2 separate regions of the Oryctolagus cuniculus genome follow, and region 2 is linked to region 1. The links are chromatin contacts, called in public Micro-C maps. All regions are on one chromosome and are shown on one strand. The core of a region is the stretch at or near the end of the contact, and the rest is flanking DNA. Distances in the headings are between cores, read along the strand shown. Region 1 holds the start of NCOA1 (nuclear receptor coactivator 1). Region 2 overlaps LOC103347831 (translation initiation factor IF-2).

Region 1 (2,964 bases), core at 371-2,870:
CTTAATCAGCCGAGTGTGGGCAGCAGCCCTCACACATCATCACCTCCTCACACGTTCCTCCTGGCGTGCACACCCGGTGCCGGGGCCGCGAGCCACCCCAGCACCCTGCAGCCGCCAGCCTCACACCCCACACCAAAACCCCGCCGTCTCCACAGAAAACAATGTCACCTTCCCCGCAAGGACACCTGCCTCTTGAACGCCTCCACCGCGCGCGAGGAGCGCCGCGCAGCAGAGGCTAACAGCTCCTCCGGCGTAAACTTTTCCTCCCCGCCAAACTCTGCGGCCACGGCAGCGCGCGGCCTGTCCTTGTCACACACACACACACACACAGGCCGGACTGTCACCCCCCACCCCCAACACCGTCACGCCAGGCTGCGTCGAGCCCACGGCCGGGGTCGCAAACGGCCACCGCAGCAGGGTGGGAAAGGACCCGGGACCCCGCTGTCGGACCTCTCCCTCCGGCAGCCCCGGGAGCGGCTCGCGGGACACAGCGACCCCCCGCCCACCCGTCCGGCCAGCCCGGCTGGTCCTCACCGCAGGACCCTTCGAAGGGACCGGACGCCGGGCGCCACGGGAAAGTCGCCCTTACCCCCATCCCACTTCCACCTCCGCAGCCCCTCTCCGGGCCAGGGGGGCGAGCCGCGGCGCCGGGGTCACACCGCCGCGCCGTCGAGGGCGGCGCTGACCGAGGGGCACGCCGCGGGCAGCCCCATCGCGCCGTCCCGGCACGCGGGCGTCGCGGAGGGTGGCGGGCCGGCCAAGGTCACGGCGCTCGTCGGGGCCGGGGGCGCCCGCGCCGACTTCCGGCTCCCCCTCTCGGCGGCGGCGGCGGCGGCGGCTCGGGCGCCCGCTCCCCACGCCGGCCGGCGGGCCGCGCAGCCTCGCGCACCCTCCGCGGATGCTCGCCTCTCGGCGCTAACTAGGGCAACTGGAAACGAGGCGGAGGGAAGGCGCCGCCGCCGCCGCAGCGAGCTCCCTCGGCGGGGAGCAGCCCCCAGCTGGTGCCCGTGACAGCTGCGACCTACGCCCCCTCCAGCCGCGCCAGGCCAAGAGGGGAACTCGGCAAAGTGCAAGGGGGCGATGGAACAGAGAGAAAGGAGGGCGGGGGGCGGAGGGGCGCCAGCTGCTCCCCGCCCCCTAGGGCCTCGGCGGCCGCGCCGCTCGTGACAGCTGCACCCACCGCGAGGGCTCCGCGACCGCCGCCCGCCACTCACCTGCCGCCGCCGCCTCTGGGCCGCGCTCGCGGGCGCCGCGCTCCACTGCGACCGTGGCGGCGCCGCCGCGGCCTCCGCCACTCCTCGGGCCCGGAGCCCGGCCCCCGGGGCCCAGGCGGCCGCTGCCGCCGCCGCCGCCGCCGCGGCTCTCCGGGCCCCTCCTCCGGAGCAGGCAGGGGTCCCCCCGCAGGGGGATGCAGAAGGAACCCCGCGCGGGCTCTGCTCAAGGGAGCAGCAGCGAACAGGCGGCCGAGGCGCTCGAGGCCGCGGTCCAGCCGTCGGAGGACAGGGCTCGGCGAATCGCGTCAGCCTCCCGCTCGCCTGGCCTGAAGAACAGGCATTTCAGCCGCTCTCCGCGGCCGCCATGTTCTCCTCCTCCTCGGCCGCCGCCGCCGCCGCCGCCGCCGCCCCCCGCTCGCGGCCCCGCCCCCTCCGCGCCCCGCCCCGCCCCGCCCGCGCCCGCCGCCCCGCCCCCGCCGCTCGCCGCCCGCGTTTCCCCTGCCGGCTCGGGCCAGTGGGGCAGCGGCGACCTGGTGCCCGGGGTCCGACGGCGCGCACCGGGCAGCGCGCCTCGGTCAGCCAGGGCCGCGGAGCGAGCCGCCGCCCCGCGCCCTCTGCCGGCCGCAGGCCCGCCCCGGCCCGCTTCGTAACGAAGTGTGGGAAACGAGGCCCGAACTCGGCCCTCCCCTCGGGGCGTTCCTCGGACTGCTGCCGGGAAGCGGCCTCGAACCCGGCGCGCTCGCAGCTGGGCCGCCAGCCCGCAGCCTCCCGCGGAGCGCGCTCCCTCGGGGAAGGCCGTGGCGCGTCCGGAGGCGGGGGAGGAACCGGCGCTGGGCCTGCTCCCGCGTTAACGAGCGGTGTGACTTCCAGAGAGAGCCACGTCCCGCGGACCTCGTTCTTTATTTTGCTGGAATGGAGGGGGCGGGGGTGGCTGCCCAGGTGACTTCACGGGCTAGTAGACGAGGGCAACGAAAGCTGCCCCCTCCGTTTTACAGGTGAAAAGACCTAATCGTCTAGCAATGCACTTACCTAAAATGTCTGCCATCGGAGACCCTTCCCCTCCAGGGGGCCCGCACCTGTGTTCTTTTCTGCCTCCTTTTCTTATTCGGTAGCAGAAGTGCTACTTCCCAGAGCAGGGCGTTCCTTGTCGCTGGAGAAGCTGAGCAGCAGCCCAGCGGCCACTCCGGAAAGCACCCCTCGTTCCACGGGCTGCCCGGGTGACACCTGCCTCCCTGCGAAGCGCTCAGCTATCCTGTCTCTTAGGGTGCTCACCTTGCTCCATCCCGCCCTGCCGTGCCTTCCCTTCCTCCGAAACTCCTGGAGCTCTTCACACCCTTCCGGCCGGAATCTGACTGCCCCGGAAGGACCAGGCTCCCTGCACCTGTCTGAGACAGGGGCGGCAGGTCCCCCTCCATCGTGCCGCCGGTCACTGCCAGATGCTCCCTCCTCACCCTCTTCCTGTCCTGATCTGCTCATAAGACAGCCTGTAGCCCCCACCCCCGCATTCATCCATGCATGCATTCACTTATACATTCATTCAATTGATCCTTGTCAGAGACCTAGTCCGGAGCCCTGGGTGCAGCTCATAGCTCGTGTCCTCGCTTGCTTTAACTTCACCTCCAGCCACCCCCAGGGTCCCCATTTCCAGTAATAGCTGGAAATACCCAAGGGTACCTACTCCTGCATTCGCCAATTTAGTCTCCTCTCAGGGCTACTTCCTGGTCTAGTCCAATCCAGACTGTGAAAGTGC
Region 2 (2,817 bases), core at 197-2,696, 100 kb after region 1:
GAGGGCAGTAAAAACATTGGACATAATTAGTTATAAGTGCACTTATTCCCTAAGTATTTACCACATTAACTTTTCTGATTCATTTAGTATCTGAGAATTTTCTCGGCCATAAAAGATTCTAAACTCTGTATCATAAGTTAGTACTCTTTTGGTGTCAAGCAAGAGAGAATCTGACTTAAACAAAATTGGGAACTCAGTTACATAACTGAAAAGTCCAGGAATAGAGTTTATGCTATCTTAGCATGAAGGCGAAAATGCATCACCAGTGTGTGAGTGTGTGAGTGTGTGTGTGAGTGCATGTGTATGTGAGTGTGTGTGAGTGTGTGTGTATGTGTGTCTATGTGTGATTACATGTGTGTGTGTGTCCTGCTTCCATCCTCAAACTGGTTCCAGCTCAAGATGTCAAAAGGTTGCAACAACTCAGCTTCACATCCCTTCAGGTAAGAATCCAGCAGGACAGAGAGAGACTCTCTCTTCCAGATGTCTCAGCAAAAGTGTCCTTACTTCTCATGGGCTCTGAAGGAGCCTTCTCAGTCAATTTGGCCTCGGGAATGCAATATTCGGATTGATTTGGTTCACAGGCCCTGTGCCTAAGCCCGGGGTGAGGCCCGGGCAACAGCAGCCACACTGGAGAGGCAGGGATTGCCCCAGGAGAGTGGCTTCATGGTGGGCAGTGAAGGAAACAGCTGCTGGTGAAAGTGTAGCCGGAGATAATTGGTGTGCAATGAAAATTCAACAGGAACCAGGGGCTGCCAAGGACAACAGCATCACATTGAAAGAAAAGAGGGTATAATATGGGAAATGTGCATATCCATCACTTGAAGTTAAAATTTTAAATTACAGAAGTCAATGTTTCTGAGTCTGATATGTAATTTCAAAAAGAAAGAATAATTAATGTTTCTGGATTTGACATGCAATTTCAAAAAGAAAGAATAATTGCTTTATTCTTTAAAACTAAAAAGAAAAAAAAAAGAACTTCATGAAATTAACTTTGAGAAGACAATTTTATCCTGAGAATTACTGCAAATATGATTACCCTCATCTAAAAGCATGTCAGAAATAAAAGACAGTACTGGGAATCAGCCACCGCCAGTTCTAGACGGAACGCCTGATCTGAAAGTGATTTATTCTTTCCCATGTAAGGCTCTTCTAGAATATGTAAATTGGAGGTGATTCGTACAGCTCAGACAGTGGGAAACTAGGAGCTGGAGTAAGAAGTTTGGGGGAGAAGTAGAGCCACTTTTAAACAAAGTTTTGCTGTCAGTTTCTGCACGCTTCAAGCCTTTCATGGCAAGAAACTTAGTCCAAGAATCTTCCTAAGTCACCGCAGAGAATTAGTAATTATCAAAGGAAGAAGCCAGTTTCCGAAGAGGCCCTGTCCTCTGCCCCTGGGATTCAGCGCGCATGATTCCTCCTGAGCAGCTCTGGCAGCTCTACGGGCAGCCTGCTGCAGCCTACTTCCTACTTCTTTCGTGCTTGAACAGATTAAACCGTGAATAAAATAAAAGTCCTATTTTGATCTGACAGTGATGTGCCCAGCTCCGGGGTCTTGGTAAACCGTGGCACTTTCATTCCTCTTCTGTTCGTCTAACGATGGGCATTTGGTCACGTTCGGGCCCAAGAAGTCTGCTGGAAGCCTCTTTTTTCTTTCTGCTTAGGGAGACTGTACTAGAAGAGAAAGAGAAAGCCCTTGTGTCTTCCTTCCTGCCCAGGCCCTCTGAGGCTGTTAGAGCAGCTGCGCCATCTTGTGGCCAGAAAGGGAAGGCCGGGGGAACGGGGAATTGCAGACCAGATATCAGCGGCCACATCACACGCGTGGTTCCGGACATCGCGCTAAGCGGCTTATGGGTCACGTGGGGGAGCGGTGTTTAGGAAATTCTGTTGCTCTCAACAAAGTCACTCCTAAATGATGTAGCTCCTCCTCGAGTGTCTGATGTGTGGCGGCCATGCTAAATACCGCAGAGCTAAACCGCAAACAAAGGACTTTGAAAAATCAATTTTTTCAGGAGCAGTGTTCCTGAAACTGTCCTCTTCATTTGAACTTTTATCTCTGAGGTTAAAAGGAATCCAGGCAGACTCTTCTCATCATTTCCTCTGGGATGTCATTAAATGAGTGCATTAACAAGGTAACATCCTGGGGCCGGCATCCCATATGGAGTCCTGGCCGCTATGCTTCTAGTCCAATTCCCTGGGGAAGCAGTGGAAGCTGGTCCAAGGACTTGGGTCGCTGCCACCCATGTGGGAGACCTGGATGGACTTCCTGGCTTTGGCTTGGCCCAGCCTTGGCTGTTGTGGGCTTTGGGGGAATGAACCAGCAGATGGATGATCTCTCTCTCTCTCTCTCTCTCTCTCTCGGAATGAACCAGCAGATGGACGATCTCCCTCTCTCCCTCTCTCCCCCCACCCCCGCCTCTGCTTTTCAAATAAATAAATCAATCTTCACAAAGAGAAAGGACAGCATAGTCTCACAGCTGACACCTGCTTCCCCCGTGACCAGCAGTGAGCTCTGAGGAGGGAAGTCCCAGCCCCAGGAGGCAGAGGGACTTTCACTCCCAGCCATGGAAGGGCCCCCTGGGCTGCCCCTTTTTTCCATTCTGTTTGAAAAGCAGGCACAGAGACAGATGGAGAGAGATCTTCCAGTTGCTGGTTTACTCCCCCAAATACCCACAATAGCCAGGACTGAGCCAGGCCAAAGCCAGGAGCCTAGGACTCAATCCAGGCTTCCAAACGTGGCTGGCAGGGACGCAAGTGAAGGAGCCCTCATCTGTTACTTCCCAGGGTGCATCTCAGCACGAAGCTGGTGGGAAGCAGGGTAGC

What was found. A called contact is a pair of places that touch in the nucleus more often than the background predicts.
Region 2: a contact with region 1 is called in a Micro-C map of ear pinna, with 2.4 times the contacts expected there. The contact joins the enhancer-like site here to the promoter of NCOA1 in region 1. A contact is called at or near these places in 4 of 6 Hi-C or Micro-C datasets (ear pinna, liver, psoas muscle and 1 more).

The regions. Positions count from the first base shown.
Region 1 is chr2:178,078,232-178,081,195 of mOryCun1.1, forward strand. It overlaps NCOA1 (nuclear receptor coactivator 1), which reads right to left and starts at 1,621. Exons shown (of 23, transcript XM_051843198.2): 1 at 1,215-1,621.
Region 2 is chr2:178,179,010-178,181,826 of mOryCun1.1, forward strand. All of the region lies in intron 4 of LOC103347831 (translation initiation factor IF-2), which reads right to left. Among named protein-coding and RNA genes, the nearest start is that of ITSN2, 54 kb to the right of the region's middle. Within about 2 kb of position 1,447, at least 3 of the 8 cell types and tissues checked have an H3K27ac peak or open chromatin away from gene starts, as enhancers often do. A contact at or near this core is called in ear pinna, where this site is marked.